4 separate regions of the Mus musculus genome follow, and regions 1, 2 and 4 are each linked to region 3. The links are chromatin contacts, called in public HiChIP or PLAC-seq and promoter capture Hi-C maps. All regions are on one chromosome and are shown on one strand. The core of a region is the stretch at or near the end of the contact, and the rest is flanking DNA. Distances in the headings are between cores, read along the strand shown. Region 1 holds the start of Oscar (osteoclast associated receptor). Region 2 holds the start of Rasl2-9 (RAS-like, family 2, locus 9). Region 3 holds the start of Tnni3 (troponin I, cardiac 3). Region 4 has its middle 20 kb from the start of Oscar.

The links. Promoter capture Hi-C pulls out the DNA fragments that hold promoters and counts their contacts. HiChIP or PLAC-seq counts read pairs in DNA pulled down with a chosen protein or histone mark.
Region 1: a contact with region 3 is called in a promoter capture Hi-C map of embryonic stem cells, with 7 times the contacts expected there. The contact joins the promoter of Oscar here to the promoter of Tnni3 in region 3. A contact is called at or near these places in 18 of 39 promoter capture datasets (the 3T3-L1 cell line, the C10 cell line, the HPC-7 cell line and 10 more), 4 of 15 datasets of contacts at CTCF or cohesin (embryonic stem cells, large pre-B cells and pro-B cells), 22 of 484 Hi-C or Micro-C datasets (B cells, the Ba/F3 cell line, CD8 T cells and 12 more), 23 of 115 datasets of contacts at active chromatin or transcription factors (bone marrow-derived macrophages, craniofacial prominence, differentiating embryonic stem cells and 11 more) and 3 of 9 other capture datasets (adipose tissue, embryonic stem cells and macrophages).
Region 2: a contact with region 3 is called in a promoter capture Hi-C map of liver, with 4 times the contacts expected there. The contact joins the promoter of Rasl2-9 here to the promoter of Tnni3 in region 3. A contact is called at or near these places in 4 of 39 promoter capture datasets (cranial neural crest, hippocampal neurons, liver and 1 more) and 1 of 9 other capture datasets (adipose tissue).
Region 4: an H3K4me3 HiChIP or PLAC-seq map of embryonic stem cells shows a contact between it and region 3, with 7 read pairs. The contact joins the enhancer-like site here to the promoter of Tnni3 in region 3. A contact is called at or near these places in 8 of 39 promoter capture datasets (the 3T3-L1 cell line, the HPC-7 cell line, embryonic stem cells and 3 more), 3 of 15 datasets of contacts at CTCF or cohesin (embryonic stem cells and large pre-B cells), 18 of 484 Hi-C or Micro-C datasets (B cells, the Ba/F3 cell line, the G1E-ER4 cell line and 10 more), 10 of 115 datasets of contacts at active chromatin or transcription factors (embryonic limb bud, embryonic stem cells, epiblast stem cells and 1 more) and 1 of 9 other capture datasets (adipose tissue).

Annotation. Positions count from the first base shown.
Region 1 is chr7:3,612,748-3,620,083 of GRCm38.p6, reverse strand. Oscar (osteoclast associated receptor) reads left to right here and starts at 3,927. Exons shown (of 5, transcript NM_001290377.1): 1 at 3,927-4,043; 2 at 4,568-4,600. The coding sequence starts at 4,007. Ndufa3 (NADH:ubiquinone oxidoreductase subunit A3) reads right to left here and starts at 2,711. Exons shown (of 4, transcript NM_025348.3): 1 at 2,677-2,711; 2 at 2,393-2,467; 3 at 577-654; 4 at 1-83. The coding sequence starts at 2,686.
Region 2 is chr7:5,120,447-5,127,463 of GRCm38.p6, reverse strand. It overlaps Rasl2-9 (RAS-like, family 2, locus 9), which reads left to right and starts at 1,514. Exons shown (of 1, transcript NM_009028.2): 1 at 1,514-2,522. The coding sequence starts at 1,535. The coding sequence ends at 2,185.
Region 3 is chr7:4,517,191-4,524,772 of GRCm38.p6, reverse strand. It overlaps Tnni3 (troponin I, cardiac 3), which reads left to right and starts at 2,245. Exons shown (of 8, transcript NM_009406.4): 1 at 2,245-2,468; 2 at 2,691-2,703; 3 at 2,871-2,957; 4 at 3,387-3,428; 5 at 3,679-3,810; 6 at 4,246-4,335; 7 at 5,199-5,375; 8 at 6,322-6,468. The coding sequence starts at 2,458. The coding sequence ends at 6,405. It overlaps Dnaaf3 (dynein, axonemal assembly factor 3), which reads left to right. Exons shown (of 12, transcript NM_001033548.3): 10 at 518-629; 11 at 761-835; 12 at 914-1,840. The coding sequence ends at 1,457.
Region 4 is chr7:3,592,578-3,599,788 of GRCm38.p6, reverse strand. No RefSeq gene overlaps it. Among named protein-coding and RNA genes, the nearest start is that of Oscar, 20 kb to the left of the region's middle. Within about 2 kb of position 4,453, at least 88 of the 459 cell types and tissues checked have an H3K27ac peak or open chromatin away from gene starts, as enhancers often do. A contact at or near this core is called in the Ba/F3 cell line, the G1E-ER4 cell line, embryonic stem cells and 2 more, where this site is marked.

The DNA.
Region 1 (7,336 bases), core at 2,678-5,177, 910 kb after region 3:
CTTCAGCCAGTCCAAGCTTGGACCCAGAGGATCCTGAGGGTGGCTGGGCACATCAGGCATGTTCCCGTCATCTCTCACAGGCACTGCAAAACAGAAGGATGCGCCACTGAGAGCAGCAGCTCTCCAGAGTCCTGGAGAAAACAGCTGGTTTGTGTCTGTATTCCAGGGAAAAAGGAAAGTGAGGGCCAGAGATTCAACAGACGCAAAGACACAGGGAAGTGAGGGAGATCTCTCCAACAGAGAGAAAGGAACTGGGAGATGAACAGAAATCTGGAGAGAGCATGTTAGGGTAACTTAAAAGTGTGGACAAACTGGGCGGTGGTGGTGCACCCCTTCAATCCCAGCACTTGGGAGGCAGAGGCAGGTGGATTTCTGAGTTCAAGGCCAGCCTGGTCTACTAAGTGAGTTACAGGACAGCCAGGGCTACACAGAGAAACCCTATCTCAAAAGAAAAGAAAAAAGAAAAGAAAAGAAAAGGAAAGGAAAAAAAAAAGCGTGGACAAAGAACATTTCAATGCATTAAGGACTCTCCTACACAGATGTCTGGCCCTCCCCCCAACACAGGTCCCTGCTCACCTGGGTAGTTGTAGGGTGTGGCCTTGTTGATCATGCTAGCATACTTGGTGTAGGGGCTAATCATGGGCATAATTATAGCTGTGGAGAAAGACAAAAGACCCCAGGATGAAGTAGCTCTCCAGGGGTGGGGAAAGGGTAGAAAAAGCCCTGGCAAAAGGGAGCGAGAAAAGGCCAGCACAACCAGTAGGGCCCTTTGGTGGGTCCTCAGCACTCAACCATCCCCACTTAACCTGGGTCAGTGTAAATCCTGAGAGTGGAGAATAGCATAGAGGTTGGAGACAAGCACTCAGGAACACATGAGGTCCAAAGACTGGTCACGATAGATAGCCTTTAGATTAGCCCATGTGGGCTATAGCCATGAAAGGAATGTATCAGGTTAGTGTTGCTGATACAAGTTAATAACCACATGTTAATTTCACATCTTAAACTACACATGTTAAGGGGCTAGAGATGGCTCAGCAATTAAGAACACTTGCTGCTTTGCAGAGTTTGGCTCCTAGCACCTTTTGACTCCAGTTCCACAGCATCCAACAAACGTATCTGGCTTTTGTGAGCACTCCCACATATGTGGATACAGAAACACAGATAACATAGTGTGTAAAAGCTGAGGGGGCTGGGAGATGGCTCTTCAGGTAAGGAGAGTACTTTCTAGTCGTCCAGAAGACTTGAGTTCAATCCGCAGCAGCCATGTCAGGCAGCTCATAAATGCCTAATATCTCCCACTCCAAAGGAAAAAGAACCTACGTCCTCTTCTTGCCTCCAGAGGCGCACACACATTTTTAAGAAAAGATACGTGCCGGGCAGTGGTGGCGCATGCCTTTAATCCCAGCACTTGGAAGGCAGAGGTGGATTTCTGAGTTCGAGGCCATCCTGGGCTACAGAGTGAGTTCCAGGACAGCCAGGGCTACACAGAGAAACCCTGTCTCGAAAAACCAAATAATAATAATAATAATTAAAATAAAATAAAATAAAGATATGCAGGGATGGTGGCTCAGGCGTGTGATATCAACACATAAGAACCCAAGGCAGACTGCTGTGAGTTTGAGGCCCACTTGAGCTAAGTGATTTGTATCCTCTATAAAAAAGAAAACTGAAAAGATTCAGAAGAAGTCAGTTCAAGGAAGTTTTTAACCTTAGTGTGGTGAGAGAGCTCAATAGTTAAAATTACCTGCTCACTGGAACTCAGAATGAGCACTGACTCCAGTAAGTTGTCCTCCGACCCCCCAAACCCAACTGGTAGCCAACACACACACACACACACACACACACACACACACACACCTTAAAAAATGTAATTTTAACTTTAAGAACGAACCAAGTATACATTAAATCACTATTTCAACATATAATCAATTAAAACCACATACATTAGAGCATTCTAGGTCTTTGAAAGTCAGGGTGGTAGATAGCTGGTGGTGGGTTTTAGAACTTCTCTGTCACACTCCAGGCCAGCAATACTGACAATTTTGGTACTGTGATGGCTGCCAAATCCAAGGCCTCACCCCAGACTTTCAGAATGAAAATTTAACAGGTCACCTCCATCTCCCGGGCTTCAATGCATCAGAACTGTGAGTAACCCTGTCCCACTGCAAGGTGGGAGGCTTGCTGAGAGATTTGCATAAGTCAGACTTCGCCGAGGAGTTCTGCCTACAGAGTCAAACTGAGTTGAATGTGCACCTCTTGTGTGTGGTGAGGGAAGAGCGACAGTAATGTCAGGATATGGCTGGCAAGGGGATGCGAGATGAAACTGTGCCGTGGAATGCTGATGACTTCCGGGTGGAGGATGCACTTTCGCGCCGGGGAAGGGGGCACTCACCGAGGCCCCAGACAGAGAAGGACACCACCAGCACCGGCTCCTTCGCCCAGGCATTCTTGAGGAAGGCAGAGATTCCTAGAGAGGTGAGAAGACAGTCACCCTTGGGGACTACTGCGGTGACCTCTAACACTCTCGTATCACCCCTGCTCTGCACCCTCGTGACTGCCGCGCCCCTATTCTGGGACGGATTACCGGTCCCCAAGGCTCCACTGAGACTCAGCCACGGATCAGCCCACAGTTTCCTGGAACTACTTGATCCCCGCGAGCTCCAAACCTGTACTTACTCCCGGCCATCTTGTTCTTGGCGGCGACAAGGAGCGGAGCTCTCTGGGAGTTGTGGTCCTTCTCCTTGCGTGAGGCCCCGCCCCTTGGGCGAGGACGTGGACCCTTTCGGGAGTTGTAGTTCTGGAGTGAGGCTTAAGAGGACTGAAAGATTTAAACCACCTTGAACACCTGCTGGCCTCACCATTTTCTTATAGTTTATAACTCAGCAAATGCATCGGAGAAGTAACATAACGTTCTCCTGTAATAAAGTCAGCTTTGGGCTGGAGAGATGGCTCAGAGCTCTGTCTGCTCTTCCAAAGGTTTAATTTCCAGTAACCACATGGTGACTGACAACCATCTGCAATGGGATCTGACGCCCTCTTCTGGTGTGTCTGAAGACTGCAACAGTGTACTCATAAATAAACCTTAAAAAAAAAAAAGTCAGCTTTACATTGAGATCACATCTAGACATAAGCTCATTCTGGAAATTCTAAATTAATCCCAAATATATTAAGGACTGCCTGTGCTTTGTGTTACTAGCATGCAGATCATGGCTTTTCCCTCCATCTGCCCCTTAGTGCTGAAAACTGAAACCAGGACAGGCTAGGCTACCCATCTCCGATTGAGCCACTCCTCCGTCCACTTGCTGATAGATTCTACTATCCCAGGTCCCTGCTGGTGGATTTTAGGCATATCTTTTATTGTTGAGCCACATTTTTCAGCCCTTTCATTACTTTTTATTTTGAGACAGGGCATTAAATGGCTCAAGTTGGCCCTGCAATCTTTGAACTTGACAGCCTCCTGCCTTGGTTTCTCAAGCTGGTGAGATTACAAGCCTGAGCCTCTAAGATAATGCACATCACTTAAAAAAATTAACATATCTGGACTGGACAGTGAGAGCAGTAATGGAGTCTGAGCCTTCTCTTGTTACCGGCATAGTACATATTGTACAGCAAGCTTCTTTTTCCCTTTCTACCTTTTTGTTTTGTTTTTTTTGTTGTTGTTGTTGTTTTTTTCCTCTTTTCCATTTTTCTTCCTCCCACCTGCCCCTTTCCTTTCTCTCCTCAGTGCTGAGGCTACTCTGGGCAAGTGGTCTTCTACTTAGCGACAACGTCCTCAGCCCTCCTCCCCAACTTTTAAGTTAAATTAAAGAACACCAGAGGCTATGACTGTTCCATCTTGCAACTTTTTCCAAGACAATGAAACTATGACACAGTTACCCAGGAGCCTCCACCTGACTCCTCTGTTCCCTAAACAGGACTCTCACATGGCTTTCTGGTGTTGCTTCATTTCCTCAGAGTGAAAAAGGCAGGGTCAACCTTTTCCTCAGCTCCACGGAGAGTGCCCACCATGGTCCTGTCGCTGATACTCCAGCTGTCGACTCTCTGTGAGCTGTCCCTCCCCTGTGTGTGGATCCTTGGCTGGGCTGAGGGCTATATCTGTTCATATGGAATTCAACATCCAATTTAGAAAAAGGAATCAGGACTGGTACCCAGATACCTGAGTCCTAAACGGGGGAAGACAGATTGCTGGGTCGGGGGTGAGCATAGGTTTCTCTGGATCTCCAGGCAGAGGAGAGTAAGGGATATCTAGGGGTCAAAGAATGTATTCAGTTCTCATGGTAAATGGGCAAGTCTACTGTGCTGGAGGGAGGGGGCATCTAAACCTTCAAACCCCAAGGCAGAGAAACCCCAAGGAGCAAAGTATTGTTCTTAGGAAAGGTGGGGAACAGAGGCCTGTCCTCTTGGGTCAGACAGCAGCTTCTTAAGTATGGGGAATGGAAGTACAGAGTTTTGCTTGATCCTAAAAAAGACGGTGGCAGGCTTCATGTAATCAGAGTCTAGGGCTCCTTAGAGGGGAGACGGTAGTCCACAAAGGGCTTTGTAAAAACCAACTCTTCACCTTCTGCAGGGCCTGCATGCCGTGCTGACTTCACACCAACAGGTGAGTGGGAGACTCCACCTGCTCTATGCTATGCTGCTCACACCTCGCCTCCAACAACTCATTTTATCTTTGTGCCTAGCTTCACCCCAGATTCCCTCATTCCCCTCTCTTCCTCTCTCCTTCCATCCCTTCCTCCACTACATACCTTGCCTCTTTTCTTCTCCCTTTTCTCCTGTCTCTTTCCCTTCCCCCTTTCATAGCCTTCCTTCCTTCTTCCTCCATCCCCTCCTCCTTGCCCCCTGCATGTTGCTCTCTTCTCCCTTCACTTTGTCCTTCATCTCTTTAGTAACCACTATAGGTGAATAGAGATGACCATGAATGTGGATGTTAAGGAGACCTAGACAATCTTGTTCATTATTGCATGTCCTTGAACAAACCAGGGGTCTTAGCCGGGCGTGGTGGCGCACACCTTTAATCCCAGCACTCGGGAGGCAGAGGCAGGCAGATCTCTGGGTTCGAGGACAGCCTGGTCTACAGAGTGAGTTCCAGGACAGCCAGGGCTACACAGAGAAACCCTGTGTGGAAAAAACAAAAACAAAAACAAAAAAGAAAGAAAGAAAAACAAACAAACAAAAAAAACAGGGGTCTTGAAGCCTCCATTTCCTTAGGTAAGTCGGCTGCAGTGAGGATTTAATGTAGTTATATAGGGAAACTATAGGGCCAGATCCTGGCATATTTCAAGGCTCCAGACATAGGAGTTCCTCAATGCCAAGTATACGAGCTTCTCTCACGGGAGCCTGCCTTCCACAGAAGGAGGTTCCCCCACCCGAGATGGCTTCTTCTCAGGGTTTTGATGGAGGAGATAATTCTTCTCTCTTCAATTTTTCCCACTATGCTTCAATTTGGCCTGAGAACCACTGGGAAGCCATTCATCCCTGAGTTATCAGTTGATTTAGTTTTATGTACATGAATGTTCTGCCTGCATGCATACACACCACATGCATGTCCAGGGCTCGCAGAGTTCAGCAGACAGCAGGAGGAGCCTCTGAAACTGGAGGTACAGTGCTTGTAAGCCACCATGAGCTGCTGAGAATCCTAGCCCCAGTTTTTGCAAGGGCAACAAGTACTTTTATCTGCTAAGCCATTTCTCCAGCATCCTAATGTTAAATCTATTTAAATGATAAATCAAATAGGTACTCGTGGTTATAAAGGCCCAGTTATTACCAAAAGATGCAACAGGCTTCTTCTTCCCCTTCCCATGTTCCCGAATCCTACTGAAAGGTTCCCAGCACTCATCCGTACCATGCATTTACATACTTCCTCCTTTTCTTACCAGATCAGAATTAGTATTTTATGAGTCATCCTGTTCTGTGTCTTAAGTGTTAAACTTATGTTCTGTCTTAGAGATATTTTCCAATTATTAGATAGTTATATTTCCTCTTTAATTTTTTTTTTGAGGCAGGGTTTCTCTGTGTAGCCCTGGCTGTCCTGGAACTCACTCTGTAGACCAGGCTGGCCTTGAACCCAGAGATCCGCCTGCCTCTGCCTCCCAAGTGCTGGGATTAAAGGCGTGTGCCCACCACCGCCCTGCCTCTTTAAATATATTTACAAATAAGAATTGCCTATGGTGATAGGCAGTGATAGTATATAACTTTAATTCCAGCACTAGGAAGACAGAGGCAAGAAAATTTCTTTGAGTTCAAGACCAGCCTGAACTCATAATGAGACCTTGCCTCAAAAACAAACAGCTGGGCAGTGGTTTAATCCCAGCACTTGGGAGGCAGAGGCAGGCAGATTTTTGAGTTTGAAGCCAGCCTGGTCTACAGAGTAAGTTCCATGACAGCCAGGGCTACACAGAGAAACCTTTCTCAAACAACAACAACAACACCCAAAAAACAAACAAACACAACCCAAAACAACAGCCAGCCAGTGGCAGTGCATGCCTTTAATTCAAGTACTAGTGAGGCAGAGATAAATGAATGGATTACTGAGTCCAAGGTCAGCCTGGTCCACAGAGCAAGTTCCAAGACAGTCAGGGCTACATAGAGAATTCCTGTTTCAAACAAACAAACAAACAAGAATGTGCCTATTGTGAAGCAGTGGAAGTATTGGGTCATTGACTATGTTATGGGCTTATTTGTTTGTTTGTTTGCTTTGTTTTTTTTCGAGACAGGGTTTCTCTGTATAGTCATGGCTGTCTTGGAGCTCACTCTGTAGACCAGGCTGGCCTCCAACTCAGAAATCTGCCTGCCTCTGCCTCCCGAATGCTGCGATTAAAGGTGTGCGCCCACCACTACCCAGCTTATGTTACAGTTTTGTTGTTTGGCTCTGTTCTAGGCATGGATTGAAACAATGGTTGTATATATAGTGGGCTAGTGCTCTCACTGAGCTGCACTTCCAGTCCCTCACTGAGTCATTTTAGGCAAGGGCTCTACCACTGAGCTCACCCCCACCCCCTCACTGGCAGATTCTAGGCAGGTACAAAACCACTGAGGCACACCCCAGTCCATCACTGGGGCATTCTAGGCAAATGCTCTCCCACTGAGCCACGCCCCAGCCCTCTCTGGGGGATGATTACAGGCACATCACTACACCTGGTATTCTATCCCATTGCCTTGTGTCTGTGTAGAAGTAGATGTATTTGAGTGCAGGTGCCTGCAGAGGCCAGAGGTATCAAGATCCCCCTGGAACTGGAATTACAAGTAGTTATGAGTTGTCCAATATGGGTGCTAGAAGCCAACCATAGGTCCTCTGCAAAAGCAGTAAATACTCTTAACTGTAAAGTCATCTTCAGCC
Region 2 (7,017 bases), core at 265-2,764, 600 kb before region 3:
TCCAGCAGATGTGGATCAGCAAGCAGGAGTATGATGAGTCGGGCCCATCGTCCACTGCAAATGCTTCTAGATGGACTGAGCAGGTGCCAGGCATCTGCTGCATGAGCTGGTATTGAAGTATCGATTTGCCCTGGCAAATGTACACACCTCATGCTAGCCTCATGAAACTGGAATAAGCCTTTGAAAAGAAATTTGTCCTTGAAGCGTGTATCTGATATCAGCACTGGATCATAGAACTTGCTGATTTTTGACCTTGTATTCAAGTTAACTGCTCCCTTGGTATATGTTTAACACCCTGTGCATATCTTGATTCAGTCCTTAGTTCATGTGGCTCGGTCACTTGGGGCTGGGGAGAACACGCAGTGGAAGAGAAAGGCCCAGCCTGGTGGATCTCTGTGAGCACCACGGAGTGATCTGTGCAGGGTATTAACCAACAGCAGACTTCCAGGATTTCCCGAGGCTGGCAAGGGCTCCTGAACCAGTTACCACTCCTTCTTGCCAGTCTAACAGGGTGGGAAAGTCCGAGCCTTAGGACCCAGTTTCCGTTCTGGTTTCTTCCCTCCTGACCACCATCGGTTGTTAGTTGCCTTGAGTTGGGAACGTTTGCATCGACACCTGTAAATGTATTCATTCTTTAATTTATGTAAGGTTTTGTTGTACTCAATTCTTTAAGAAATGACAAATTTTGGTTTTCTACTGTTCAGTGAGAACATTAGGCCCCAGCAACACGTCATTGTGTAAAGAAATTAAAGTGCTTCAGTAACTGAAAAAAAAAAAAAATTTCCTACTACCTATGATATCAAGCTTGGCTTTCTACAAGAGTTCAATCTCTGACTCTCATTTAATTCTTCCATTCCTTCACACACATATATATATATATATATATATATATATATATATATATATATATACTTTTTTTTTTTTTTTTTTTTTTTGGTTTTTCGAAACAGGGTTCTCTGTATAGCCCTGGCTGTCCTGGAACTCACTTTGTAGACCAGGCTGGCTTCGAACTCAGAAATCCGCCTGCCTCTGCCTCCTGAGTGCTAGAATTAAAAGTGTGCGCCACCACACCCGGCTCTATATTTCTTTTATATTTGACATAAGATCGCCTTTTTTTTTTCCTTTGTCTCTAAAAACAAATTGTGCAGCCCGTTGCTTAGGCAAAAGGAGTTTTGTCAGAAAAGTTCAGATCTAACAGATCTGTTCAGGATGGCAGGCAGTTCACTGAGCCAAGCTGCCTTCCTCTGTGTCCCTGTCATGAATCCTTGATTCGGTACAATTCAGTAGGCTTCATCCAAGAAATGCAGAGATGGTTCAGTAAGTGAAAATCAGTCCTGGAAGGTAGCTGGAAGGACCCGGCAGAGCGCAACACGAGGGTTGGTTGTCCTTCGGGTGGGCACCGCAGCGGCGGGCGGTGCCCAGCTTCCCTTCCCCCACAGTCTGGTACAGAGTCTGCCTTCCCGCGCGCTCTTCCCGGCCGCTGCCTTTAGAGGGCGCACGTGCAGCAGCCGCTCTCTCCGGCAGGATCGCCGCGATGGCCGCCCAGGGAGAGCCGCAGGTCCAGTTCAAGGTCGTCCTGGTGGGCGACGGCGGCACCGGAAAGACGACATTCATGAAGCGCCACTTGACCGGAGAGTTTGAGAAGGAGTATGTAGCCACCCTGGGCGTGGAGGTGCACACATTAGTCTTCCATACCAACAGAGGACCTATCAAGTTCAATGTGTGGGACACAGCCGGTCAGGAGAAGTTCGGGGGGCTGCGCGATGGCTACTACATCCAAGCCCAGTGTGCCATTATAATGTTTGACGTAACATCAAGAGTTACTTACAAGAATGTGCCTAGCTGGCATAAAGATCTAGTGCGTGTGTGTGAAAACATCCCCATTGTATTGTGTGGCAACAAAGTGGATGTTAAAGACATGAAAGTGAAGGCAAAACCTATTCTCTTCCACCGAAAGAAGAATCTTCAGTACTATGACATTTCTGCCAGAAGTAACTACAACTTTGAAAAGCCTTTCTTCTGGCTTGCCAGAAAGCTCATTGGAGATCCTAACTTGGAGTTCGTTGCCATGCCTGCTCTTGCCCCACCTGAGGTAGTCATGGACCCAGCTTTGGCAGCACAGTACGAGCATGATTTAGAGGTTGCTCAGACGACTGCTCTCCCAGATGAGGAAGATGACCTGTGAGAAAGTGAAGCTGGAGCCCTGCGTCAGAAGTCTATTTTAGGCAACTGTCCTGTGATGCCAGCCAGCGGTGCAGTGTGTGTGCCACCTTATTTAGCTAAAGGAGATCGTGCAATTCATTGGGATGCTGAAGGAGATGAATGGGCTTCGGAGTGAATGTGGCAGTTAAAATACACCTTCATTTTTTTGGACTTGCGTATTTAGCCCCCTGGAACAGAGTTGTTCTGGATTTCAAAGATAAGACTGCTACCGTAGCATCACAATAGTCAGTGGTGAAATCTTGTTTGTAACTGTCATTCCCACTCTTTCATTTAGAATCAGAATAAAGTTGTATTTCATATTTGAAATATCTTCTAAATATCTTCTAAAAAAGAGAAAAATAAAATCAGCAAATGTAATCTATCACATAAACAAATTAAAAGGGGAAAAAAAACATGATCATATCTTTAGATGCACAAAGGGCCTTTGACAAAATCCAACACCTCTTTATCATAAAACTCCTTGAGAGCCTAGGGATACAAAAGACATACCAAACATAGCAAAGGCAATATAAAGCAATCTGATAAGCCGGGAGTGGTGGTGCCTTTAATTAAATGCCTTTAATCCCAGCATTTGAAAGGCAAAGGCAGGCGAATTTCTTTTTTTTTTAAGATTTATTTATTTATTATATGTAAGTACACTGTAGCTGTCCTCAGATACTCCAGAAGAGGGCATCAGATGATTGTGACCACCTTGTGGTTGCTGGGATTTGAACTCGGGACCTTTGGAAGAGCAGTCGCGCTCTTAACCACTGAGCCATCTCGCCAGCCCCCAGAGAATTTCTGAGCTCAAGGCCTGCCTGGTCTACAAAAGTGAGTTCCAGGACAGCCAGGGCTATACAGAGAAACCCTGTCTTGAAAACCCAAAAAAAAAGCAATCTGATAGCAAACATCAAATTAAAGGGAGATAAATTCAAAGCAGTTCTACCAAAATAAGGAGGAAGACAAGCTGTCCACTCTTTACATATCTATTGACTATTATACTTGAAGTTTTACCTAGAGCAATAAGACAACTGAAGGAAATCAAGGGGATACAAGTTATTTTTCAAAAAATAGTCAAAGTATTGATGTTTGTAGATTATATAATAGTATACATAAGTGACCTTAAAAAAATCCACAAAGGGGGTTGGGGATTTAGCTCAGTGGTAGAGCGCTTGCCTAGCAAGCGCAAGGCCCTGGGTTCGGTCCTCAGCTCTGGAAAAAAAAAAAATCCACAAGGGAGCCGGGCGTGGTGGCGCACGCCTTTAATCCCAGCACTTGGAAGGCAGAGGCAGGCAGATTTCTGAGTTCGAGGCCATCCTGGTCTGCAGAGTGAATTCCGGGACAGCCAGGGCTACACAGAGAAACCCTGTCTTGGAAAACAAAACAAAAAACAAACAAACAAAAAAATCCACAAGGGAAATCCTACAGCTGATAAATACTTTCAACAAAGTAACTAGATACAAGCTTAACTTTTAAAAATCAGCAGCCCCTACAAGTAGCAAATGGACTGAGAAAGAAATTGGGAAAACAACACCTTTTACAATAGCCTCAAATAACGTAAAATATCTTGAGGTAACTCTAACAAAGCCAAGGAAAGACCTGTATGACAAAAACTTCGAGTCTTGGAAGAAAGAAATTGAAGAAGATATTAGCCAGGCAGTGGTGGTGCTTGCCTTTAATCCCAGCACTTGGGAGGCAGAGGCAGGCAGATTTCTGAGTTCAAGGCCAGCCTGGTCTAGAGTAAGTTCCAGGACAGCCAGGGCTATACAGAGAAACCCTGCCTCAAAAAAAAAAAAAAAAAAAAAAAAGAAAGAAAGAAAGAAAGAAAGAGAGAGAGAGGGGGGGGGGGGGAGGGAGGGAGGGAGGGAGGGAGGAAGGAAGGAAGGAAGGAAGGAAGGAAGGAAGGAAGGAAGGAAGGAAGGAAGGAAGGAAGGGGAAAGATATCAGAAAATGGAGAGATCTCCCATGATCATGGGTCAACAGGATTAACATAGTAACAATGGCCCTTCTACCAAAAGCAATCTGCAGATTCAATGCAATCCTCATCAGAATTCCAACTCAATTCTTTACAGACTTTGAAAGGACAATTCTCAACATCATATGGAAAAACAAAAGATCCAGGATATCAAAAATAATCCTGAACAATAAAAAAACTGCTGGAAGTATCACTATCCCTGACTTCACATTGTACTACAGAGCTGTAGTAATAAAAACTATATGGTATTGGCATTAAAAACACAGTGATCAATGGAATCAAACTGAAGACCCAGTCATAAGTCCACACACCTATGGATACCTAATTTTATTTATAAAGAAGCTAAAAAAAAACACTAAAAAAAATAGAAATCATCTTCAGCAAATGATACTGGTCAAACTGTATGTCTGCATGTAGAAGAATGCAAATTGATCCATATTTGTCACCCTGCACAAAGCTTAAGTCCAAATGGATCAAAGACCTCAACATAAAGCCAGACATACTGAACCTGATAGAAGAGAAAGTAGAGGATAGCCTTGCACACATCGGCACAAAAGACAACTTCTTTAACAGAACATCAATAGCACAAGCACTAAGGCTGACAATACAATGGGACCTCATGAAACTGAAAAGCATCTGTAAGGCAAAGGACACTTCAAATATGGACAAAGAGACAGCCTACAGAATAGGAAAAGATTTTTACCAATTCCACATCTGATAGAGGTCTAATATCCAAAATATATAAAGAACTCAAAAAACTAGATATTTTTTTTAAAAAAAGAATCTAATGAAAAAAAATAGTGGTACAGATCTAAACAGAGAATTCTCAATAGAGGAATCTCCAATGGCAGAGAAACACTTAACAACTGTTTATTATCTTAGCTATCAGGGAAAAATACTAATCAAGACGACTCTGAGATTCCATCTTACACCTCTAAGATCAAAACCACAAGTGACAACTCACGCTGGGGAGGCTGTGGAATAAGGGAATAAGAGGAGCTACTCTTCCACTGCTGGTGAGAAGGCAAGCCTGTACAGTCACTGTGACTCAATATGGCGGGTCCTCAGAAAGTTGGGAATCAACTTACCTCAAGACCCACTAACATCATCTTAGGCATATACCCAAAGGACACTCCATTCTACCACAGAAACACTTGCTTGCTAACTATGTCCATTGCAGCTTTACTCATAATATCCAGAAAGTGGAAGCAATCTAGATGTCTATCAACTGAAGAACGGATAAAGAAAATGGGGTATTTTACATAATCGAGTATTTCTCAGCTGAAATAACATTTAAAATGACATAAAATTTTCAGACAAATGGATGCCACTAGAAAAAATCATCTTGAGTGAGCTGACCTTAACTCGGAAAGACAAATGTGGCATGCACTCACTTATAAATGGACATTAAGCTGTTAAGTAAATGATAGTCAAGCTACACTCCACAGATCCAGAGAGGTTCGATACAGAGGACTCTAGGGATACATGGATCATTCTGGGAATGAGAAATAGAATAAATGTTGTGAGTGGCCTGAGGTATGGGGGTTGGGAGGGAGACGGGTAAGATTGGGAAAGAGAGTGGGGAAGAGACAGCTAGAATTGGGGAGAATGGGAGCTGACCTAGTGCAGTGGAAACTTCCTGGAGTCTCTGAGGATGACCTAGTGAGGACTCATAGTAATGGAGGACACAGAGTCTTAACTTGCCATGTTCTGTGCCCAGTCAAGGCTTCTAGTGGTGGGACTGGGTCCATTGGGTTGAGTTGTTGGCTGAGGTGGGGCAGGGGAATCCAATGGAGATCCCTAAACAACCCAGGCTGATGCTAGAACAGAAGGTGGCTCTCTGAAAACCTATACTGGGGCACTGTTGCCAAGGGCAACATCCACACAGCTCATTTAAACATAGAGGACAAGCTGGTGCCTGCATGGAGCCTTCATCCCTATTTCATAGCCTCTACAAACTACAGAAAGGGAAACCTGGACACCAACTCAGTCACAAAACCCTCAACCTAGAATCTGTTCCTCCCAAAAGATGTGCTAGGGCAGTGGTGGTACAGACCTTGTGGGAGTGGACTGGCAATGTCTGGTTTAACTTGAAACCCACTCCATGAGAAGGAGCCAACACCCTATACTGCCTGGATGCCCAAGATTCAGAGACTGGGTAGCTCAGAGACCTAATGTAAAACAAAACATGGCTGACAAAAAATATAAAACAAAACAGCAACAACAACAAACTATGTGTGGGGACTGGATAAATATATGTTCAGTGGCCAAGAGCTATTTGCTGAGCAATGGTGGGGCACACCTTTAATTCCACCAATCAGGAGGCAGAGGCAGGCAAATAGCTCAGTTCAAGGCCAGCCTGGTCTAAATAATGACTTCCTGGACAGCCAGGGCTACACAGAGAAACCATATCTTTAAAAAAAAACAAACAAACAAACAGGCCTGGGGTGGTGATGCATGCCTTTAATCCCAGCACTCGGGAGGCAGAGGCAGGCAGATTTCTGAGTTTGAGGCCAATCTGGTCTGCAGAGTGAGTTGCAGGACAGCCAGGGCTATACAGAGAAACCCTGTCTTGAAAAAAAAATCTCAAAATAACTTTTTTTAACTGCATGCCAGTAATCCTAGCACTCACAAGGCACAGGCAGGAGGATGAGAAATTCAAAGTCATTCTTAGCTACAAATCAGAGTCATGTATAAACTACGTGAGACCCTGTCTCACAGTAATGGGAAGACATGAGAGCAACTCAGAAGTTCTAGCTAAAACAAAGAATTCTCACCTGAGGAATACAGAATGGCTGAGAAGCACCTGAAAAAATGTTCAGCATCCTTAATCATCAGAG
Region 3 (7,582 bases), core at 996-3,495:
GGCACAGCGGAGGCCAGCGCCATCTTATAATGGCGATTGCTCTCGGCACTGCTCTCCACAGATAAGGAGTGTAAATTCCAATATTCTTTGCAACTTGTGTGCACATCTCTTTGACTCTCAAGATTTATATTCATAGCCGGGCTGTGGTGGAGCACACCTTTAATCCCAGCACCTGGGAGGCAAAGGCAGAGGCAGGTGGATTTCTGAGTTCGAGGCCAGCCTGGTCTACAGAGTGAGTTCCAGGACAGCCAAGGCTACACAGAGAAACCCTCTCTCTCTCTCTCTCTCTCTCTCTCTCTCTCTCTGTGTGAGCATGTGAGCGCCTGCGCAAGCACACATGTAGGTGCCTTCGGAAGCCACAAGAGGGCACCATGTCCCCAGAAACTAGAGTTAAAGGTGGTTATAAGCTTGGGTTCTGGGTGCAAACTCAGGGTCTCTGAAAGAGTATCAAACCCGCTTAGCAACTGAGCCAGTTCTTCAGCCCCAGATCTGACCTCTTTCTTCCCTTCTCTTTCAGTGCCTGCTCAAGAACCCTTCACTATCCACTTTCTGCCTCTCGATTCTTCGCAGACTCTCCACCACAAGACTTGCTACCAGGGCCGGTTCCAGCTCCTCTACGTGTCCTGTGGGTAAGAGACCTAGGATTGGGCCCCAGTTTATTCGTTGTCAGAAGCCGGAACTTAAGCTTTGCAGTCTCCATCCTGCTCTGGACCTCCGTCCCCACCTGTGTATCTCAGCTCCTAGTCCTTTCTCTCCTTAGGATGGTCCATCTTCTCAGCCCTGAGCTCGGGGCTTGCGTGGCCCCCGGAGGGAACCTGGTTGTGGAATTAGCTCGGTGAGCCAGAGGAGTGGGGTGGGAAGGTCACAGCTGGGCCAAAAGCCAGGTCTCCTCACACACAGTTTCCCAACATAGGTACTTGGTGGACCTGCGGCCCAAGGAGTTGAAGGCGTTCTCTGACCGCGTTGTAGAGATAGCGCGGGTGGCTGGGTTCGCCCCTCACACTGCAACCAAACCCTCGGAGACTTTTGCGAGGTTCTACAAGTTAGGGGACTCCACTCCGGGTGGCGGAGACTCAGCTGTGGAATCTGGACCCGCGCCCTCCAAAGTGGAATCTACCCGCGCCCCTCTCCCAGAATCGATAAGTCCGCCCCAGGCTAACCAGGCCCCCTCTCTAGAGGCGATGAGCCCACCCCTGGCTGACCTGGCCCCACCTCTAGAGACAATGTGTCCACCCCAGGCCAACCAGGCCCCTCCTCTAGAAGCGTTGAGCCCATCCAAAGCTGACCAGATCCCACCTCTAGAGGCGATGAGCCCACCCCAGGCTAAGCTAGTCCTGCCTGTAGAAGCAATCAGCCTTCCCCAAGCCGACCTGGCCTCTCCTCCGGAAGTGATAAGCCCACTCCAGGAAGCTATGGCAACGTCCTGGGTGAATGCACCTCCAAAACATGTAACATGAACCCCAGGGACCACGTAGCCCACCTTTAACTGCTGAAGCAGGCCCAGGGATTGACATCACCAGCTCAGCCCACCTGCATGCGGTTTTACTCTGCGTTCCTTCTCAACCCCAGGGATATGACTAGAACTTCAAATTCCTTTCCTGGAACTCTCGGTTGTACTATTTGGGGGGTAGGGGTGAGGGTGGGGGATGGGTCCTAGACTGTTATCTGAGACTTATCCTGACAAGGATCGAAGGCTGAAGGGACAACCCTGGGCTCCAGATCCTCTCTTTTGTCTTGGGCCTTTCTTGACATGCTGCTTTTGGGAAGGACAAGGGCATAGCCTTCCTTGAATGTGATTCAAATAAAAAGCGCAGGGTCACCTCTGTGTGTCCTGTCCTCAGTCGGTCTCCAGTGCCAAGAAGGGTGGGAGCAGCAGGGATGGGTCCCGATTGTGGGTTTGCAAGTGGGCTTGGCTGAATTTCACAGGAGTGAAGGATAAGATCCTTCAAACTAAACATGCCAGGGCCACTGAAACCGACAGAAACGTGGGGGAGAGAAAGGACACACTAGGTCCCAGAAAGACTGCAGTTCAGTGAGGGACCTAGGTGTGAGGACAGAAGGCCGGCATGGATTTCTGGGTATGAACATGGGAAGCTGAAGTCTAGACTCTTGGATTTGAGAGAAGAGGGACCTTGCTCCGGGTTTTCCTAAGTTTGAGGGAGGAGGGAGCTGGGGCGCTAGAGTCAAAGGAGGAGGGGTGTAGATCCTGGGCACCTTGGTTGACCCAACTGGAGCTTTGCACACGGCTCCCCTCACACCCTGTTATCGCTTATCCTGGGCAGGGGAGGAGACAGCAGTATATTTAGTCTTTGTCCTCGCCCCTTATCTCAGTGTCCTCAGTGAGGCTTGAGCAGCCCAGAGGAAACCCAACCTCTAGAGACCTCCAAGGTCACCAGGGACACCCTTCCAGGACCCTCCAGGAATCTCCGATCCTGTTCTCTGCCTCTGGAGATCATCATGGCTGATGAGTATGTGAATCTTCGTAGCCTTGGGGTGGAGACCTCAACAGGGAGAGGTGCGGTGGGTCTTGAGGGTGCAACCAGGTTGGATACTTGTCCTGAGAGAGTAGGAGGCAAGGGTGGTTGGATTTCTGTAGAAATGAGGTAAGAATTTGGGAATCAGACTCCTGGGGTTCAAGAGTCAGGGGACCACCATCAGTGATTTCCTCTTCACGGTTTCTCTCTCTTCAGGAGCAGCGATGCGGTGAGCTGTGAGCTAAGAAGTGGGGTAGGGAACCTTCGGTCCAGAGTGGGTGCTGCAGGGAGAGGACTGGGGACCAGTGGGCAGGGGAACCTGCCGCTAGAGGTGAGGTATCCAGGAAGGGCTGGATGGGAGGGTTTGGGTAGTGATGTAGCCTGCTTCAATTCCAGGCTGGGGAACCGCAGCCTGCGCCTGCTCCTGTCCGACGCCGCTCCTCTGCCAACTACCGAGCCTATGCCACCGAGCCACACGCCAAGGTGGGGCGGGGTCCAAGAGGATGGGCTTCTGGGTTCAAGAATCCTCTGAGACCCAGAAGGGGGCAGGACCAAGGCCCTGGAAAGGGGTGGTAGGGTGATGGGCAGAGCCCTATGGGTGGGGCAGAATTTCAGAAAGGTTCAGGTTGGGCTTGGTGACAGCGGCCTGTGGTTGGGGGGAACTTGCCTACAGCAAGGTTTAGGCGTGAGCGTAGTGGTTAGCAGTGAATAGATAGGCAGTGCGTAGCTCTAGTCGGAGACAAAGATTGGTAGATGGGACCGAGGAGCGTGGCTTCCAGTGGACTCCGCGTTCTGGTTGAAGAATGTCTGACCCGAATGGGTATGCACTCGAGTGGGTCGTGATGCCTTGCAGCTCCACCCAGTGTCCACTTTGGGACCTCACACTGACCTTTCTCCATATCACCTTGGCAGAAAAAGTCTAAGATCTCCGCCTCCAGAAAACTTCAGTTGAAGGTGATGATGAGGTCGCAGTGGGTGGGCTTGGGTGGGCGGAGCTTTGGGGGAGTGGTTTCGCTTCCGGAGTGTGTCAGTCCCCGCCTCCCCCGCCCCCCCCCCCCACGTGCGCGCGGGCAGAAACGAGGCAGGTTTTGAATAAAAGACACAAACTTGGATGTTCGGATATTCTGTCTCTCTGGAGGATGGAGGGAAATTTGTTATTCTTATACTTTTTGGGACTCTGTTGTCTGCTCCAACCATTCCGCAGACTCTGATGCTGCAGATTGCGAAGCAGGAGATGGAACGAGAGGCAGAAGAGCGACGTGGAGAGAAGGGGCGCGTTCTGAGGACTCGTTGCCAGCCTTTGGAGTTGGATGGGCTGGGCTTTGAAGAGCTTCAGGTACCAGTTTACAAAGCAAGGATTCCGGATAAGCCTGGGACCCGAGGTTCCTCATCTCTGGCCTGGCATCCCTTGGGTATCAGGAGCATAAGCACCATCTCAAGTTCTGCTCAGGATCTGCAATCCTTATGCCAAGCAATACGTTCAGCCCTACAGCTTCAAAACCCAGTGTATTTCTCCAGCCTCTATCTGCCAGGTCTCAGAATTCTTAGTTCCCGGCCATATTTCTTTAAGTTCCCTGGAGTGCAGATTCCGGTGTCAGCTTCCTTTCACCCCCTCCTTCCTCAGACTCAGGAGTCCAGACCCCAGCACTCCTCTCTCAAACTCGGGGGTCCAGAGCCTAGGCCTCCTTCCTCAGACCCAGAGGTCTCCTCTCTCAGACCAGGGAACCCAATCTCCAGCCTCCCTCTCAGCATCCACGCGTTCCTTCACCAGGACTTATGCCGACAGCTTCACGCTCGGGTGGACAAAGTGGATGAAGAGAGATATGACGTGGAAGCAAAAGTCACCAAGAACATCACTGAGGTGGGGAGCCCGGGGAAGCCTGGGACCTTCACATTACACCAAGATCTCCAGACTGTAGCTTCGGGCTGGGGGCTATGGACTCTTGTGCTTGAGATAACTCTAAGCAGAAAGCAGGCAGTGGCACAGGTACCTCGTGGCAAAGGAAGCTGTCTCTGCAGAGTAGAGCCTGGGTGGCACAAACGGGCCTGTAGAAACTGAGCATTGAGTTGAGCTCTGGGACAGGGAATAATGATCTGCACAGAGTGGGCTCAAGTTGTGTTAGACGCTGTCTTAGTCACGGTTTCTATTCCTGCACAAACATCATGACCAAGAAGCAAATTGGGGAGGAAAGGGTTTATTCGGCTTATACTTCCATACTGCTGTTCATCACCAAAGGAAGTCAGGACTGGAACTCAAGCAGGTCAAGAAGCAGGAGCTGATGCAGAGGCCATGGAGGGATGTTCCTTACTGGCTTGCTTCCTCTGGCTTGCTCAGCTTGCTTTCTTATAGAGCCAAGACTACCAGCCCAGAGATGGTCCCACCCACAAGGGGCCTTTCCTCCTTGATCACTAATTGAGAAAATGCCTTACAGTTGGATCTCATGGAGGCATTTCCTCAACTGAAGCTCCTTTCTCTGTGATAACTCCAGCTGTGTCAAGTTGACACAAAATTAGCCAGTATAGACACTTTGCGGGATGCTGCTAGGAGCATCAGGAAGAACATGGAGGTGCAGGCTGGAGGCTTTAATCTGGGGCCAGAGCTGGAAGAAGATTAGAAACAGAGAGCAAGAAAGGGACAAGGGAGAATTGTTTGTTTGTTGGAAGGAAGGAAGGAAGGAAGCAGAGGGAAGATGGGGGCTCCACACCCCATATGGTCCTCCCCAGATTGCAGATCTGACCCAGAAGATCTATGACCTCCGTGGCAAGTTTAAGCGGCCCACCCTCCGAAGAGTGAGGATCTCTGCAGATGCCATGATGCAGGCGCTGCTGGGGACCCGGGCCAAGGAATCCTTGGACCTGAGGGCCCACCTCAAGCAGGTGAAGAAGGAGGACATTGAGAAGGTGAGTGTGGGCTAGGGTGAGAAGGAAGGAAGATGCTGGGGAAGGCCTGAGTGGCATAAGGTCCAGAGAGAGAGAGAGAGAGAGAGAGAGCAGATGCACTTGGGGTCTAGTGAGAAGCTACTGATAAAGAGAATTCAAGGGCTGGTGAGATGGCTCCATGGTTAAGAGCACTGACTGCTCTTCCAAAGGTCCTGAGTTCAAATCCCAGCAACCACATGGTGGCTCACAGTCATCCGTAGTGAGATCTGACGCCCTCTTCTGGTGTGTCTGAAGACAGCTACAGTGTACTTAACATATAATAAATCTTTGGGCTGTTGTGAGCGGAGTTGGAGGGAGCAGGACCAGAGTGAGCAGAGGTCCTGAGTTCAATTCCTAGCAACCACATGATGGCTCACAACCATCTGTACAACTACAGTGTACTCATATACATTAAATAAATAAATAAATCTTAAAAATAAGAGAATTCAAGAAGTCAGAAGGGAAGATAGTACATTAGGGAGAAAGGAAGTAGTGAGGGGCAGGAAGTACAACAAGACTGGGGGGCAAGAGGGACAGGAAGTGCATAGGGGAGACAGGAAGTGCATAGGGGAGAGAGGAACTGCATGGGGGAGACAGGGATGCATGGGGGAGACAAGAAGTACATGGGGGAAACTAGATGTACATGGGGAGACAGGAAGTGCATAGGGAGATAGGAAGTACATGGGGGACACAGGAAGTACACGGGGGAAGACTAGATGTACATGGGGAGACAGGAAGTGCATGAGTGTGACAGGAGGTACAAGGGGAGATGGGAAATGATTACAAGAAGTTTGCCAGGTTGACTGAAGAGACAGGAAGTGCTCTAGAATCATATTCTTAGACAGGCTTCCAGCACAGAATGGTCTAGCAAGCTAGAGGGTAGATAGAGACCAGAAAGGGTCCTTAACCTCTGACTTTCCACTTGCAGGAAAACCGGGAGGTGGGAGACTGGCGCAAGAATATCGATGCACTGAGTGGCATGGAAGGCCGCAAGAAAAAGTTTGAGGGCTGAGCCATGGCTCCCACACTGTGCTCTGAAGGACGTCCCTGCAGAATAAACCTCTCCAAACCAGAAGGAACTGTGTGTCTGCTAACCTGGGGCACTTGAGAAGGGTGAGGGCAAGTGGGGTGGAGTCACAGGCAAGTTTCTAACATGGGTTTCTCACATGGGCTAGTCTCTTCTACAGAGAGCATAGAACGTGCCAAGCCCAAGGAAAGACGTGGCTCTGGGGTTAAGAGAACTGGCTGGGTTTCCTAGAGGATCCAGGTTTGATTCCCAATATCCACATAGCAGTTCAAAATATCTGTAACTCAGTGCCAAGAGGTTCTATGTCCTCTTCTAGCCACTGCTCAGACAAGCAGACTATCTATACATATCACAATTCTTTTTTTTTTCTTGATTTATTTATTTTATTATGTAAGTACACTGTAGCTGTCTTCAGACACCCCAGAAGAGGGCATCAGGTCTCATTATGGATGGTTGTGAGCCACCATGTGGTTGCTGGGATTTGAACTTACAACCTTCAGAAGAGCAGTCGGCGCTCTTAACTGCTGAGCCATCTCTCCAGCCCCCATATCACAATTCTTTATTAAAAATATTTTTTTTTAGAGCACCAAGAAAAGAAAAATAGAAACACGGCTATATTCACAGTGAGGCAGACAGATGACAGAGATCCTGTAAGAGACAGAAATAGGAAAGTGGGCTGGTGAGATGGCTCGGTGGGTAAAGCACCCAACTGCTCTTCCGAAGGTCCGAAGTTCAAATCCCAGCAACCACATGGTGGCTCACAACCATCCGTAATGATGAGATCTGACTCCCTCTTCTGGGGTGACTGAAGACAGCTACAATGTACTTACATATAATAAAAATAAATAAAAAAATCTTTAAAAAAAAAAAAGAAATAGGAAAGCAAGTCGGGTGTGGTGGCACACACACTTTTCATCCCAGCACTCGGGAGGCAGAGGCCACTGGATCTCTGTGAGTTCGAGGCTAGGCTGGTCTACATACTGGATTCCAGGTCGGCCATAGTGAGATCCTGTCTCAAAAAACCCCAAACTAAACTCAAACCAAAACCAACCAACTAACCAACCACCCACCCAACCAGAGAGAGAGAGAGAGAGAGAGAGAGAGGACACAAAGACATGCAGAAGGCTTGAGAAAGAGAGACAGAGAGACACATGGCCCAGAC
Region 4 (7,211 bases), core at 3,204-5,703, 930 kb after region 3:
TATTTATGTATGTATGTATGTATGTATGTATTTATGTGCATGCATGTGTATGTGTGGGGGAGCACATGTGAAAGCTGGTTCTTTCCTTCCACCATGTGGGTTTAGGCATCAGACTTAAGTCATTAGGCTTGCTGTCACGTGCCTTTACCTGTGATCCATCTCACCATTAGGCTGTCACGTGCCTTTACCTGTGATCCATCTCACCAGTTCCAGAACCTAGAGTCTTATACTAGGCAAATATTCTACTTCTGAATTGCATCCTCAGCCATTTTAAACATTTTTTTTTTTTTAATTTTGAGACAGGGTTTCCCTAAATATTTTTGGGCTGGCACTGAATTCAGTTTGTACCATGAGTGAGCCTTGAATATGCCATGTTTCTGCCCTAACCTCTGAGTAGCTGGTATTTACAGGCATGAACCACCAGGCTGACTTATCCTTATTTATATATTTATTTATTTATTTATTTATTCTTGACTCTGGCAATGTTATTGTCTTCGTTGGGGTTTCCATTGCTATGAAGAGACACCATGATCAAGACAACTCTTATAAAGGCAAACATTTAATTGGGGCTGGCTTACAGTTTGGGAGGTTTAGTTCATTATCATCATAGCAGCAAGCATGGCAGTGTGCAGTCTGACATGGTTGCTGGAGAAGAAGCTGAGAGCTCTGCATCTTGATCAGAGGGCAACCAGGAGAGACTTGGCATCCTCAGGCAGCTAGGAAGAAACTTTCTTCTGCAACGGGCGGAGCCTAAGCATAAGAGTCCTCCAAAGCCCACTCCCACAGGGACACACTTCCTCCAACAAGGTCACATCTAATTCCAAGCATATTCAAACCACCACAGAAGTACTTGTATTTAATGCATTTTAGTCATTGTTGCCCTCCCCCACCCCACGCAACCCCCAACCCCACCTCATCACCTTACTATTCCTGAAGAATCCCAGAGTTTATTTTCTCTACTAAACTATAATAGTAAGGAGAGTGTTTTCCTGAGGTCTCCTAACCCTAACCCTAAGATGACAAGGGGTCAGGCAGAAGTGTGGTGTGATGGTTTGTATATTCTTGGACCAGGGAGTGGCACCATCTGGAGGTGTGGCCTGGTTGGAATAGGCGTGTCACTGTGGGTGAGGGCTTAAGACTCTCACCCCAGTTGCCTGGAAGTCAGTCGTCCACTAGCAGACTTTGGATGAAGACATAGAACTCTCAGCTCTGCCTGCGCCATGACAGCCTGGATGCTGCCATACTCCCACCTTGATGATAATGGACTGAACCTCTGAACCTGTAAGCCAGCCCCAATTAAATGTTGTTTTTTATAAGACTTGCCTTGGTCATGGTGTCTGTTCACAGCAGCAAAACCCTAACTAAGACATGTGGGAAGCCGGGCGTGGTAGCACACGCCTTTAATCTCAGCACTCGGAGGCAGAGGCAGACGGATTTCTGAGTTCGAGGCCAGCCTGATCTACAAAGTGAGTTCCAGGACAGCCAGGGCTATACAGAGAAACCCTGTCTTGAAAAACCAAAAACAAAAAAACAAAAAACAAACAAACAAAAAAAAAAAAACCAACTTCCTGACATGTGGGTAACTGGGAGATCCACCACTTGTAACTGACACTAGATATAGGCTTGGGGGACAGTGACCCCAACTGGTGGGTCTGCATCGAGTCCAGAGAGTTAGTGTCAGAACCAAGTCTAATTTTTGGACACTTAAGTCAGTGCCTACAGAGAACTGGAGTCTCTCCTGATCTGGAGAGATAAATGTTGTACATTTAGTGCCTGAGTTACTGTGGTTAGAGAAACAGTGTTCCTTGCCTTTCCTATCCCCCACAAGGCTGTCACAAGACCATCCCATGCTTCCTGTTTCTGATTTATTGTACACTGGAGCTGCAAGAATGTAGAAATGCCATCTAGGGGCTGGTGAGATGGCTCAGTGGTTAAGAGCACTGACTGCTCTTCCAAAGGTCCTGAGTTCAAATTCCAGCAACCACATGGTGGCTCACAACCACCCATAATGAGATCTGATGCCCTCTTCTGGTGCATCTGAAGACAGCTACAGTGTACTTAGATATAATAATAAATAAATCTTTAAAAAAAATGCCATCTAGATATAGCACCTTGACAGTGAGGTCAACAAAGTGGGCTGTATACATTGGGCTCTGTATTTGTGTATGTGTGTTTGTGTATGTTTGTTGTAGTATTGTTTGTTGTTGTTCTTGGTGGTGGTGGTGGTGATGGTGGTTTTTTGAGACAGGATTTCTCTGTGTATAACCCTAGCTGTCTTGGAACTTACAAAAGACTGTTCTCCAACTCAGAGAAATCTACCTGCTTCTGCCTCCTGAGTGCTGGGATTAAAGGATGCTGGGCTGGTGAGATGGCTCAGTGTATAAGAGCACCTGACTGATCTTCTGATATGATAGAGGGAGACTCCCTGAGGAACTAGATTCCAGAGAATCAAACAAAAGGTTATCTTGATGATACCAAAAAATTGTTTTGAGATTTGCATATTACAGAATATATAGCCTTGGTGGGTCTCCAGATATCTTGGACTTTCAGCCAGATCCAATCAAGACACAGACATCAGAGGCTAAATCAATCATTGGTGTGGCCTTCTTAAGGCTAACCAATCCTATTTTCCCTACCCTTCCTCCCCCCTCCCCTTAAAAATATCTCAATGCCCATATTCAGCTTGAAAACGTTATGAAGAGTCGTTGCTCCAGTTCCCTGGCCTTTGGGACTGGAGGGGCTTATCATAGGCTGTCTTTCTAGGGAATGTTGAAATGGTCATAGTTGGAACAGGGAGGAATAGCTAGAATTGATTGCATAGCTGTAATCTCATTTTGTAGAAATATTTTTACTTGTTACTAAGTTGATGTCATAATTTCTTATTTTGATACAGAATTTATTTTGATGCAAAATCAAGGTTTTTTTTTTTTTTTTTTTCCCAAGACAGGGTTTCTCTGTGTAGCCCTGGCTGTCCTGGAACTCACTCTGTAGACCAGGCTGGCCTCGAACTCAGAAATCTGCCTGCCTCTGCCTCCCGAGTGCTGGGATTAAAGGCGTGCACCACCACGCCTGGCTGGTATAAATTTCTTGTATTGATACAAAAAATTTAAAAGTATAGGGCTTAGACCCAGTCGTTCTATAACTGTTATTATAAATTGATCTAAGATGATTAAGCCTGTGAGTTAAGGACCAAATAGCAAATTCATGGCTCTGACTTTATTGTTAGGGTGTTTCAGAGACTGTAATTAGAAATAGCTGAGAGCGGTTAATGGAGAACAGTCCAGATTACTTACAGGGATAGTTGGTTTTCAAAAATGTCACAAATCCACAGAATGTGACAGTTAATGCCATTTATTCACTTGTTGAGACAAATCTGCTCCTAACAGCTTCCCATTCATGGATTCAAAGAAGCAGCTGAGCATCTTTTCTTCAAGTGAGGCCCTACATTTGTGGCTAGGTTGCCACTGGGTAGAAAATTGCCAATCTCTCCTGCAGACCTGTACTGTTCTTGAAAGGACACAATTTACAGGTTAGGACAGCTTAGTTCTGCTGAGACAGAATAGGCTAGTCCTTAGTATTCCTGTATCTCTAAGGTCTGTCAGATAGATGAGCCTGGGCCAGAAGGCTCAAGACATGCTCCAACTTCCTGACTTACGGGGGCTGTATAGGTAGGCAGCTGTCTCTACAATTTGTCTCAGTTCTGGAAGCAGTGTTAGGCTTCTTATTTATTTTCAGTTAATGTTGGTCATTCTCAGATTTCTGATGGGGTTGAAAAATTAATTAATAGTCTCATAGCCAACCCAGGCTATTTACTTTGAAAGAATAGATTTGAGAGGATGATTTTCAGATGGTATACTATCTAAAGCCAGGACATAAGTCAGGGTAGAACCATAAGTCTTTTAACTTAAGATAGATGACAATGTTCTATCTTAATTTCATAAATGATGAACAATCTTATACTCTATAGATTATAAAATGGTAATAGTTGTGTTCTGTTTATATTTGAGAGAAAGGGTTTTTTTTTTGTTTTTAAAGATTTATTTATTATTATCACTGCAGCTGTCTTCAGACATGCCAGAAGAGAGCATCAGATCTCATTATGGGTGGATGTGAGCCACCATGTGGTTACTGGGATTTGAACTCAGGACCTTCAGAAGAGCAGTCAAGTGCTCCTACCCGCTGAAACATCTTGCCAGCCTGGCTTTTTTTTTTTTTTTTTTTCCCCTCGAGACAGGGTTTCTCTGTGTAGCCCTGGCTGTCCTGCCTGGAAGTCACTCTGTAGACCAGACTGGCCTCCAACTCAGAAATACGCCTGCCTCGTCTCTCAAGTTCTAGGATTAAAGGCTTGCGCCACCACTGCCCGGCGGTTTTTTTTTTTTAGAACAGAAAGGGGCAAGTGTTGTGGACCGGCCTGGTGCTGTTCTTATGAACCAATCACCTAATGAATAAAGGAGCCAATCACTGGGTGAGTAGGCGGGACTTCTGGGTTGGAGGGAGGAAGAGAGGTAGCAGGTAGCAGGAGAGAATTAACCCCGTTTTGGAACGGGGATAGCAAATGCCTAAAATGTAGCTGCTAGAGTTTCCAGATATTATGGCAGAGCCACAAGAGTTCACCACAGGAGGAATCAGATTTTAATAAGGCTTACAAGGTTAGGTTTTCGGGGTTGTGCCCAGAGATTGAGTTACTATTGTTTCTGAACTAAGTTTGTGTTGCATTTTCCTTCACATGGTGGCTCATCTGGTTTCAGGAGAGAAAGGTACAACAGCAAAGCCTGGGTTTGCTAGATGTGCACCACAAAGGAGGTGGGAGATTTGAGGCACGGGGTTGGCATGGTAATGACCTGCCAGTGAGAACCTAGAGATCTGGGTGGAGAGATTGTGGAGTTCTGAGTCAGAGTCTCCATGAGATAAAAACAGGTCGGCCATTGCCCACCAGTGCATGGCTGGCCAGACCACTGGGGGCCTCTAGAGGCACAAGCACGCAGACGTGCAGGTTCTACATTCCCTTTATTATTTTTTTAAATTTCCCACGACAGGCTATCTCACCCTCTGTTTTCCAACTAAGGAGAGGAAGGGTGAAAGAAGAGGGGAGCAGAGGAAGATGGCAGGGGAGGAGAAAGGAGGAGAGGGCTGTAGATAAAGAAATAAAATCTCTCTCTTTTTTTTAAAAGATTTATTTATTTTATGTATATGAGTACACTGTAGCTGTACAGATGGTTGTGAGCCTTTATATGGTTGTTGGGAATAGAATTTTAGGACTTCTGCTCATTGGAGTCGGCCCCTCTCACTCAGTCCCTGTTCTCTATTATTATACATAAGTACACTGTCGCTGTCTTCAGACACACCAGAAGAGGGCATCAGATCTCATTACAGATGATTGTAAACCACCATGTGGTTGCTGGGAATTGAACTCAGGACCTTCGGAAGAGCAGTCAGTGCTCTTACCCACTGAGCCATCTCACCAGCCCCCCAAAATAAAATCTCAAGCCATGAAACTATAACTTGAGTCCAATTTAATAAAATGTTAAACTGAAAATATTTAAAAGACTATAAATGTGTCTGGTAATCCCACATAGTGTGGAGAGCTATGGATGTTAATTATGGTTGTCAGTGCATTGCCTTCTTCAGTTCTATAGCTCTGTCACTTAAAGTATAACTCCCACAAAATAACCTTGCAGGCATCCAAAAGCACTAGAGATGGTGGTCTCCCTTGATCCTCTGTTGCCCTGGTAACTATGTTATAATTGACATCTCTGAATTTCCAAGCACCATAACTGTCAGGTCTGAAGGCACTCATTAGCACACCATGTTGTTTTTCCTCCCACACTTCTGTGGAAAGATTAAAAGACTCAAGACAATGCCAGAGCCTTTTCTCTTTCTGTTTTCCAGTGTGGCAACTGAACCAAGTGCCTCATGCATGCTGGGCAAATGCTCTCACACTGTGCTATTGCCCCAGCCCTAGTGTTTCAATTTAGTGAGCGAACCAATGGCCATATCAAACTGAAGAGAGTTTACCCTTTGTTTTAGCTCTTGTGAAGAACAGTTCAGCAAGACATTAAAAAACAGTGGTAGCCATGGTGAGCTCACTACAGTTGTAGCAGATGTTGTTAAAGTTGCTAGAGCAAGTCAAGTGGTGCACACTTGTAATCCTGGTGTTTTGGAGGTGGAGGAAGACAGAAGTTCAAGTTCAACCTTCCTGTATATAAAGTTTGAGGCTTGCCTGAACTATCTAAGCCCTTGTCTCAAAACAAAAAAATTCAGCAAGCACAGTAGTAGCAGCGAAGTCTCTACTCAGGAAATAATATTCTCTCAAATTTCTCTTTTGTGTATGCTCTTTAAATTTTTAAATTACATGTTATTTATCGTGTGTGTGTGTCTGTCTGTCTGTCTGTCTGTCTGTCTGGTACACATGCATGTGCCATGATGCACATGTGGAAGTCAGAGAACAACTTGCAAGAGTCAGTTCTGTTCTTCTGCCACGTGAGTCCTGGGGATTGATCCTGGGTGATCAGACTTGGCAGCAAGCACTTTTATCTGCTGGTCCTTCTCACTAGCCCATGGACATTCTTTTTTTGAGCCAGGCTCTCTTCATCTATGTAGCTCAGATCATCCTTGAATTAGAGATCCTCTTGCCTTAGGTTCCTAAAGTACTAAAAGCCTTAATAATTCTAAGGATTACAGGTGTATTATGCCACACTCAGGTGAGAAAAGGAATTTAACTGGTTTCTGGGAGAAGCATAAGCGTAAACTCAGTCAAACAGTAAGTGGGAAAACTATAGGTGGAGGGAACTGCCTATCTCAAAGCCTGGGACAAAGAAGTAGCATGTTTCAACTCCGTGGATCCCCAGCATGGACCAAGCATCTCCTAAGAATATTTAGAATCTAGGTGAGATGCTCAGGTCTCATATTATGCCTGTTGTTAAAAACTAAAATTGGGCTGGAGAGATGGCTCAGTGGTTAAGAGCACTGACTGCTCTTCTGAAGGTTCTGAGTTCAGGTCCCAGCAACCACATGGTGGCTCACAACCATCCATAATGAGATCCGATGCCCTCTTCTGGTGCATCTGAAGACAGCTACAGTATACTTAGATATAATAATAAATAAATCTTTAAAAAAAACAAAACTAAACTAAAATTGCAGGGTGTGTACCTTGGGACTGGAGAGATGGCTCAGCAGTTAAGGGTGCTTTCTGAAACAGCCAGTGGTGGCGC